Regions from separate parts of the Mus musculus genome. Here region 2 is linked to region 1. The links are chromatin contacts, called in public promoter capture Hi-C maps. All regions are on one chromosome and are shown on one strand. The core of a region is the stretch at or near the end of the contact, and the rest is flanking DNA. Distances in the headings are between cores, read along the strand shown. Region 1 holds the start of Sptbn2 (spectrin beta, non-erythrocytic 2). Region 2 holds the start of Vegfb (vascular endothelial growth factor B).

Region 1 (4,661 bases), core at 1,571-4,070:
GCTTCGAAGGCACAGTGTCTGGGGTGAGTGTGTCTGTGGGTGGCTTCCCTGTGTGTGCAGGCCATATCCCAAGCTAAATGAAATACCTCTTCTCACTCAGGACAGAGCGAGAGCCCCAGGCCAGGACAGAGGGAAGATGAAGCAGGCTCTAGAGCTCATCAAACGGAACTAACAACTAGAGGAAGGTCTGCAGGGCTTGACAGCCTCTGGAAGCCAAAGCTGAATAAATGACCAGAGGGTGAATAATACATTAGGGCAGATGGGGACGGTGGCAAAGTTAAAAATCTCATTTGACTCAAAGTATAAATGGATGGATTGGCATGGAGAAAAAAAAGAAAAGAGAATCACAGTGAAACCCAGGGTACTTTAAAAAGCAAGAGAAAGATGCATCACAGCAACGAACAGGAGAAAAAAAAATAAAAACAAAACCAACAACCCAACCTTTCCCCAGTCAGTGAGAAATGTGGGAGCTGGGCTGAAGACACTGAGACTTTCATTTTCTCCTTTAGAATGTGCTGTTTAGGCTGAGCATGGTGTTGCACACGTTACCTCCGCACCCAAACCACTGGCAGGAAAATTACCTGGTCTAAAAATAAATAAATAAATGAAAAATCCTTTACCGGGGCATAATTATTCAGACTCACTTCCCCTCGGTTGCCACCCCCGTCCTAAGCTTGAGCTGACATCAGTTTCCTTACCGGAAAAGTCTAAGCTCCATCTTAGCTTTTCCTTCACCCCCTCCCTCCATCCTGTGCTCCTCTCAACATGCCGAGAGGGCTGCCCGGTGCTCAAGCTGAGATGTACACGTACACATATGAAACTCACTCTTCTCTCCTCACCTTAAAGAGAAACTGGGTAGCGGATATCTACTGACAATACCTACAAACACAGGCTCTTAAAATTGGAATTGTAATGGGGGAAGACAGCTGAGAAACAGCCCACGGAGAAATCAAACCTGCATCTCAGACAAGCATGCAGTGTCATGCATGGGCTCCTGGGGTGCAGGAGGCTGGAGCCAAAGTAGATGGTGTTTATGGAATGTGGAGCTAGAATTGGAACCCCAGTCAGGCAGCCTTGCTGGGTAGTTGTGTGACAGGCAGAATCCACAGGCCTGTAAATGTACAGGGGCTCCAGAAACACCTTACACAACACTTCCTCACTGCCCGAAGAGGTTTTATCCTCTCAAGCAGCTACAGCCATTTCCACCAACCGTGTCCACTTCTCTTATCAATGAGAGCCCTAAAAGGAAGCATGGAGCTATAGCTACCACAGTGGGGAGGAAAAGCCCACGCAGCACCATAGCCAACAAGCTGCGGAGCTAGATGAAGCTGGGTATTCACAGGCCCCAGGCAGACCTAGTGCGTCCCCAGTCCCACTACCAGCACTGGCCGGTCCGCCGCAGGAACCGACGCACCGCTAAAAACATGCGCTGCCAGAAGCGCTCCGAGCCCAGGCGACCCCGATCCATCAGCGCGTCTGTCAGCCCAACTCTTCCAGACTCTTCTCTGCGCTCCATAGAGGTCCGCGTGCCCCAAGCCTCGGCCCCCAGAATCTTCACAGCGATACCTGGGTGTCCCGCACAGGACCCGGGAACTCGGCGTCGCATCCTCCCTCCTGAGCTCCCCAGGACCGACCCCGCCGCCTGCACGCGGCCGCACAAAGCGCGCCTCCTTGCCGGCCGGGACAAAGCGGGCCGGGGCGCCGGCTGCACCTACCTGGGTGCGGAGCGCCTGCCGGGCACGGGGAGCGCGGCTAGTGGGGGCACACTTGTCGCCGCGCCCACAGCCCGGTCGCGAGGGGTGGTTGCGGGAGGTTACTGGCGGCGGTGGCGGGGCGGCCCAGGGCGCACGGCAGGAGGGCGCTGTCACAGGGCGCGAGCGGCGCGGGGGGCGCGCGGGGCCGGCGGCCGCGGGGCGCGTGGCGGCTGCGCGCGGGCGCGAGCGGCGGGACTGCGGCGCCGCGGAAGGAGGACAATAGCCTCCCCCTGCCGCAGGCCGTCGGCTCCCGCGGGAGGCCCGGGACCATCTGGAGCTCGCGGCCCCGCGGGGCTTGGGGCGGGGCGCGAGTCATCCCCCTCCCCACCCGGCGTCATGGCAACCGCGGCCCCTCTAGGTTCCTGCAGTAGTTCTCCGGTAGGGGGTCTCTGACCTTCCCCGGGGCAAACGCAGGACGTTCGCTCCTTCGCCAGTTCCCGACCCCCCACTGTCTTCCGCGTGGATGCCCCGATTGACCCCCACCTTCCGGTCCTCGCCAGCCCCGCGACACCCTTGGGCGTCTGGGTACCACCCACAGTTAACCAGGCTTATTCTTCCCAGTTTGGAATTCCACCTTTGTCTCTGTCGCGCCTTTGCCTGGATGCGCAACCCCTTTAAATGTCACTTACCTCCGAGGTTTCCCCGAGATGCGGCCTCCGTTTCCTTTTCAAAGGTCCCTTTTGGGGCACCTCCAGGCCATCTCGCTTAAGCGTTTCTCTCTGCCTTGCCCCCTTTCTCTCGTCCTCCTTCTGGCAGGTAGGCTGGCCCGCTTTCCAAAAGCATCTCCATGGTGCTCCTGGAGATTCGCCTTCTCACAAATCAGATTCTCGGAACCGTCATCACAGCGGCTCCTCAGCTCCTCTCATTTATCAACCAGGAGAATTCCGGCCTAGTCACTGTCTTAAGGGGGTTGGGGGCAGGGATGGACATTTCTAGTCCTAGCACGGCCGGGTTTCTTCCTGGTTTATTAGCAGCTGAGTGGTCTACGGTTTAATGGCATTAACCAAGGTGAGCTGCTATCTGCCTAGGAGAGGAAGGAAATATGCCCAAATCAGAGCAAATGCACAGAGTGGGTGCTAGCAGTGGGTGCTAAAAGTGCGTTATGTCATGTGACACTCCCACCCCCACTCCAGCTCTGAAAGTACTGTTCCTCCAGATTGGAGAGCTAACTAAGCTCAGGGAGGTACCAGAAGGGAGAAAAAAAAAAAAAAAAAAAAAAAAAGATGGATTTTTGTAGCAAGCCTTTGGGTTCTATACTCCTGAGAAGAGCTAGGCCCTTTCATACACTAGGAATGCCTGAGATGGACAAGAAAGGACCACAAAAAGAATGTTCTTTCAGTGAATTATTGAGCTTAGGGTATTAAAATAGCTTTATCGTTAACTAAATTTTACCATTTTGCTTCTTTCTGGGAAGGTATGCATATCTAAAACAGCTACATGTAATCACACTACTTTTCAGGTATGATTTTCACAGAGTAAGATCACTGTGTTCAATGTAGTTTTAAAAAATCTGTAAAGTAAAACAAAACCTTGCTACCACCACCAAACAGTTGCATTGTTTTATCCATCTGGCCCTGGTTTTCCTCGTGTATAAAGTGGGTTGGGGAGGGACTGGGGAGTTTTGTTAAACTGCTAATCAGATCTGAGATTCTATCATTAAACGGGAATTTAGCCTTCTGTAAACTGTATTTCAGGGTGTTTATGATTTTTAAAAAGTCACTTATGTAGAATGTGCTACGCCTTTAATCCCAGAGTTCAGAAAGAGGCAGAGACAGGCAAATCCTGAGTTCAAAGCCAGCCTGCTCTACATGGGAATTCCAGGCCAGCCAAGAATTTGTAATTACAAACAAAACAAAAAAACTACCTCACTCCATCCAGCAGTGTAAACATGAGCTTCTCCTGACCCCAGAGCCGGAGTAGTCAGGATGTTCAGGACTAGGCCAAGCTGTACATGATAGTCGTCATGGAAACATGGCCAGGAGACATTAAAACTGATGATGAGATGGGAATCAGCTCAGCATCAGGCAAACTGCAAACCTTTCGTTTCTGTGGCTCAGGATTCTGGGAACTGAGGGTCTCAGAGACAGCCTGTTAGGTTGTGGTTAGAGTAGGCAAGGGTGATATTAGGTCTTGTGATTGACCAAAAGAATAGTGTTTTTAAATTAATTCTTCATTCCAGTATTGCACAATCTTTTGAAAAACCTTAAAAGCATTCTAATTTTCACTCTTATTAATAATCAAAATGATATTCAGACACCTAAGTGGAAGTCCAAATTAACCAAGTTAACTTACGGCAGAGACTCCTTATCTTGTGATTCTTAGTCTGTTCAGAGAAAGAGTAGGGCAGAAGAATTAAAAGTATAGATTTGGGGTCTGGGGTAGCCCAGTGGTCGATCAGTGGCCTTGCACAAGGCCTTGAGTTCAATCCCTAGTACCAGGGGCAGCATTGGCCTTGGAGTTGGATGCCCTGAGGTTAATATCTACTTGGGAACTGTGAGTGCTGGTTCACACAATTAAGCCAAGCACCCAGTAGGCTGAAGCTTGAAGGTTAGAGGATCAGCCTGGACTACAAAGTGAGACTTGTCTCCAAACAAACCAACAAACCTGGTTTTGTAGCATGTCCTTAAATCTGTACTTAGGGGGGCTGGTGAGATGGCTCAGCAGGTAAGAGCACCCGACTGCTTTTCCAAAGGTCCGGAGTTCAAATCCCAGCAACCACCAGGTAAGAGCACCCGACTGCTTTTCCAAAGGTCCGGAGTTCAAATCCCAGCAACCACATGGTGGCTCACAACCATCCATAATGAGATCTGACGCCCTCTTCTGGAGTGTCTGAAGACAGCTACAGTGTACTTACATATAATAAATAATAAATAAATCTTTAAAAAAAACCTGTACTTAGCTCCTTTG
Region 2 (4,661 bases), core at 572-3,071, 2.3 Mb before region 1:
GCCTCCTGCTCATGGTGGCAGGCATGGGCCTGCACTATGTTGCCTTCAGGTGCCTCCCCATGCTTCCTGGGATACTGGGTAGAGGGTGGGTCAAGCGTGCTGAGGCCAGCCAGCCACTGCAGCCTATGACCTGCATACTTTGTCTCTCTCAAGCTAAGAACTTTGTGAAATCAAGAATTGGAGCCCTGCCTTTCTGAGTAAAGGCAGATCTGCACACAGGGCTAGAGTCGTTTTCTGTTTCTCATAGCTTGAATGTTAATCTTTGATGCTGCTTGTTGGTGAGCTGGAGCCACCTGAAACCATACTCAAAAAACCACACACGGTCAAAACCCAGGGGTTCTCTCCTAGCACTGCGTAAATGAGGGCGGTTTTTCCTTTTTGTTTTGTTTTGATTTGTTTTGTTTTGTTTCTCTGAGACAGGGTTTCTTTGTGTAGAACTGGCTGACCTGGAACTCCCTGTGTAGACCAGGCTGGCCTCGAAGTCAGTGCACCATCACCACCAAGCAATTTTTTTTTTTTTTTTTTTTGCAAATTTTTTAAGTTCAGGGTCATCTTTGGTTACATATGGAGTTTGAGGCTAGCCTAGGCTACATTAAACTGTGTCTCAATATAGAAAGAAAGAGGGCCAGGCAGTGGTGGTGCACGCCTTTAATCCCAGCACTTGGGGGGCAAAGGCAGGTGGATTTCTGAGTTCGAGGCCAGCCTGGTCTACAAAGTGAGTTCCAGGACAGCCAAGGCTATACAGAGAAAACCTGTCTCAAAAAACCATAAAAAAAAATAAAAGAAAAGAAAGAAAGAGCGAGGAAGGACAAGTGCCGTATAACAGTGACAGTCCATGGTAGCTGCCAGGACCTCACCATACACTCGAATGCATGCTGTCATACCAGTTTTCTGTGGCATAGAAACCCAAAGGATGGAGCCCATTGTCCGTAGTATCTAGCAATGGAGATTACCTAAATATGCCCCCTTTCTAGTCTTCTGGGAGAGGCAACCTGATTTCAGAGCTGTTTCACCAACCTTCTTCACAGGACAGCCAGTGACTTAGGGTGCCACCTAGTTCTGGGACTTGGGCCACTTGGTGTCTGTTATAGAGAGAGATGTAAAGTTGTGTGAGAGATGCTAGAACCTGGTCAAGGACCAGGGTTTGAGGGACACCAGAGTTCGGAGACTCGGAGTTAACTGCAATTCCTTCACAGGAAGCTGGAGCAGGTGCATCGCAGCTTCATGGATGAAAAGGACCGGATCATTACAGCCATCTACAATGACACTCGGGCCAGGGCCAGGTCTGTCACTGCTCTGACTTTGCTTCCTGCTTCAGCACCACCCTCCAGGATGTCTGTCCTGATCCTGTTTTTCTTTCCAGGGCCAACAGAGCCAGGATTCAGCAGGAGCGCCAGCAGAGGCAGCAGCCTCGGGCAGAACCCTCCCTGCCTCCAGAAAGCTCCAGGATCATGCCCCAGGACACAAGCCCCTGAGAGGCTTAACTAAATGGGACCTTCATTGGTCCTCTCCCTGCTGCCTGTCCAGAACTACACGTGCAATAAACTCATTTTCAGACGCCTGTCCGATTCGGTCCTTCAGGTCACGCATCTCCTCACCCCTCCCCTCGTGAGGCAGCGACCCCCGGAGCTCGGCCTCCAGGGCGGTGTGTCCCCTTTCCCCTGCAGCGGCGGGAGGGGGCGTTTGGAGGGGACCGGCTCCGCCCCCGCCCCGCCTCCGCCCGCGGCCCGGTGGGGAGCGCGTGTTTAGGTCACATGAGCCTCTTGCCCGCCAGCCCCGGCCAGGCCCCCTGCCACCCCCCGCCGTCCCCGTTGCCCGCCGTCCCGGCCACCACCGCCGCCACTACAGGCCGCCTGCCTGTCTTGTTCCTCAGGCCGTCGCTGCGGCGCTGCGTTGCGCTGCCTGCGCCCAGGGCTCGGGAGGGGGCCGCGGAGGAGCCGCCCCCTGCGCCCCGCCCCGGGTCCCCGGGCCCGCGCCATGGGGCTCTGGCTGCCGCCGCCCCCCACGCCGCCGGGCTAGGGCCATGCGGGCGCTCCCGGCGCTCGCCCCCCGCGGGCACCATGAGCCCCCTGCTCCGTCGCCTGCTGCTTGTTGCACTGCTGCAGCTGGCTCGCACCCAGGTACGTGCGTCCGCGACATCCCGCTCGCTAGCTCGCCCGCCCGCCCGCGGTGCCCTCTCAAGGTTGGCGGAAGTGGGGAGGCGCCTGCTACCTCTGTCGAGGGGATCCTCAGTTCAAACCGGGAATATCCCTTAAGAGGTGCCCCTTGGCGAAGGCCCGCTAGTCCTAGCCCATGCCCCTGGGGCCACTCCCCCACCTCACCCCATCCCCTGGGCGGTTGTAGGGCGGAGCTGCCTCCGTGCCCTCCGAACCTCGTTTGTCTCCCACTATCCTGGCTCCTGACCTAAAACAAGCCCAGCGCTAAGGCTTGGGCTTTAGTACCATTCCCAGAGTATGCCTGGTGGGTCTTGGGCCAGGGAAAGTACCAGATGTCTGAGTATACAAGAAAAATTAGAACCAAGGTCTTGGGAACAGAATAAATCTGGAAAGGTGTCAGAAAGGCGCAGAAGCCTGACTCAAGGACGGAGCCCTTACATAGCCACAGGGCCAGCCCTTTTAGAGTGCATCTTGGGCCCAGGTATCTTCTTTCCCACAGGCCCCTGTGTCCCAGTTTGATGGCCCCAGCCACCAGAAGAAAGGTAATAATAGTTAACAATAACTTGCCACCAGCCAGTACTAAGAGGGGTTAGCACTTGCTCTGATTTCATATCCCTTATCTTGCGTGATCCCAACTCCTTTGGGCGATACCATTCCATAGAGGAAGAAACTGAGGCAGAGGGCTTAATCATTTCTTGAGAAACAAGGCAGAGAAAGACAGGTTTAAAAGATGGTTGGGGTGGTGGTGATAGGGTATCAGAGAGGCTACATGCTCAGAGGAGCTTCAGGAGACCTGATAAGAACTTAATCCATCTGGGTCTGCCCACAGTGGTGCCATGGATAGACGTTTATGCACGTGCCACATGCCAGCCCAGGGAGGTGGTGGTGCCTCTGAGCATGGAACTCATGGGCAATGTGGTCAAACAACTAGTGCCCAGCTGTGTGACTGTGCAGCGCTGTGGTGGCTGCTGCCCTGACGATGGCCTGGAATGTGTGCCCACTGGGCAACACCAAGTCCGAATGCAGGTACCAGGGCCTATGGGTCAGGTGTGTTGATGGGACAGTGATGTCCTATGGGCTGGGCCAACCCAGGGAGGGGCGTGCTGGAGGTGGGAATTTCTGGTCATTCTTTCTCTAGCCTATCTAGTATCCCCTTCCTCTGTCTTTTTCTGGCCCTGCCCCCCACCACTCACTGTCTCTTCCTCGTTCTCCTGAGCACAGATCCTCATGATCCAGTACCCGAGCAGTCAGCTGGGGGAGATGTCCCTGGAAGAACACAGCCAATGTGAATGCAGGTGCCAGCCAGGTCCAGGTCACAAAGTGTAGCATGGGGTGGGGGTACCAGGCATGGGCTTGTACCTTACTTAGTAGGGACCAGGTGACTGAGAGTAGAGCCAGAAGTAGTAGGCATGGATCCTGGGGCAAGAGTGCAGGAGGCTTGGGTTTCTTTAATCTTTCTCTCTCTCTCTTTTCAGACCAAAAAAAAAGGAGAGTGCTGTGAAGCCAGACAGGTGAGTTTTTGGGATTCTTGGTGCTGGTCCAGGAGAGAGAGCTCATGGGTTAGGGGGTGCACAAGTGAGCCAGGAGGCTGCAGCCCCTCTGCCTTCTTCTCTCACCCGACTCTCTTCCCTTTTATACTCCCCAAATCCACACACTCTGCTCTAACCCTAGCTCCTGGGAAGACTCTTCCCACCCCAGACGTGTCGCTTCTCCTCCTAGGGTTGCCATACCCCACCACCGTCCCCAGCCCCGCTCTGTTCCGGGCTGGGACTCTACCCCGGGAGCATCCTCCCCAGCTGACATCATCCATCCCACTCCAGCCCCAGGATCCTCTGCCCGCCTTGCACCCAGCGCCGTCAACGCCCTGACCCCCGGACCTGCCGCTGCCGCTGCAGACGCCGCCGCTTCCTCCATTGCCAAGGGCGGGGCTTAGAGCTCAACCCAGACACCTGTAGGTAAGGAGTCTGTGGGGTGGTGCTTGTGTGAGAAGGCCGCAAGGTTATGTCCTGGAGCAGGTCCAGATGAGCCTGCTAGTGGTGAAAAGACCAGGGATGGAGAAGCCAGCTGAATGTGTTAAGTCATTTACTGTGCATCTGCTGGTAACCAGATCATCAAAACCTCAGCTGAAGACTAGATGTGCAAGTCAGAGGGTGAGAGAGCTGATGCCACTCTTAGGAAAGGATGCTGAACCTGTGATAGGGGCACCAATCTAGCTAAGCAATCAACCATCTCCCGGAGTGGAACTAAAGAAGGCTTTTTCCAATCTGCAGAGCTTTATGTGATTGATATTTCTCCATTCTGCAGGCTCTGAGAGAGCAAAGATAATATGAGAGCCCCCATCTGCCTCTGCCTGGAGTGCTTACTTAAGTAACCCTTCTGTGCTCTATAGTGAGGCCAGGGGATGACTTATGGGCCAGGCCCTGGAGGCTTCTAGAGAGTATCAGAATAAAATGGGGTTCAAATGCTCAAGAGGGCTGGGACTGGACATGGTGGTACATTCAGGGA

What was found. Promoter capture Hi-C pulls out the DNA fragments that hold promoters and counts their contacts.
Region 2: a promoter capture Hi-C map of liver shows a contact between it and region 1, with 4 times the contacts expected there. A contact is called at or near these places in 3 of 39 promoter capture datasets (cranial neural crest and liver).

The regions. Positions count from the first base shown.
Region 1 is chr19:4,709,367-4,714,027 of GRCm38.p6, reverse strand. It overlaps Sptbn2 (spectrin beta, non-erythrocytic 2), which reads right to left and starts at 2,820. Exons shown (of 37, transcript NM_021287.2): 1 at 2,384-2,820. Gm42061 (a long non-coding RNA gene) reads left to right here. Exons shown (of 3, transcript XR_003952887.1): 2 at 1-23; 3 at 101-379.
Region 2 is chr19:6,984,811-6,989,471 of GRCm38.p6, reverse strand. Vegfb (vascular endothelial growth factor B) reads left to right here and starts at 1,821. Exons shown (of 7, transcript NM_001185164.1): 1 at 1,821-2,120; 2 at 2,656-2,698; 3 at 2,986-3,182; 4 at 3,378-3,451; 5 at 3,632-3,667; 6 at 3,977-4,111. The coding sequence starts at 2,061. It overlaps Dnajc4 (DnaJ heat shock protein family (Hsp40) member C4), which reads left to right. Exons shown (of 7, transcript NM_001357001.1): 5 at 1-49; 6 at 1,197-1,283; 7 at 1,364-1,561. The coding sequence ends at 1,475.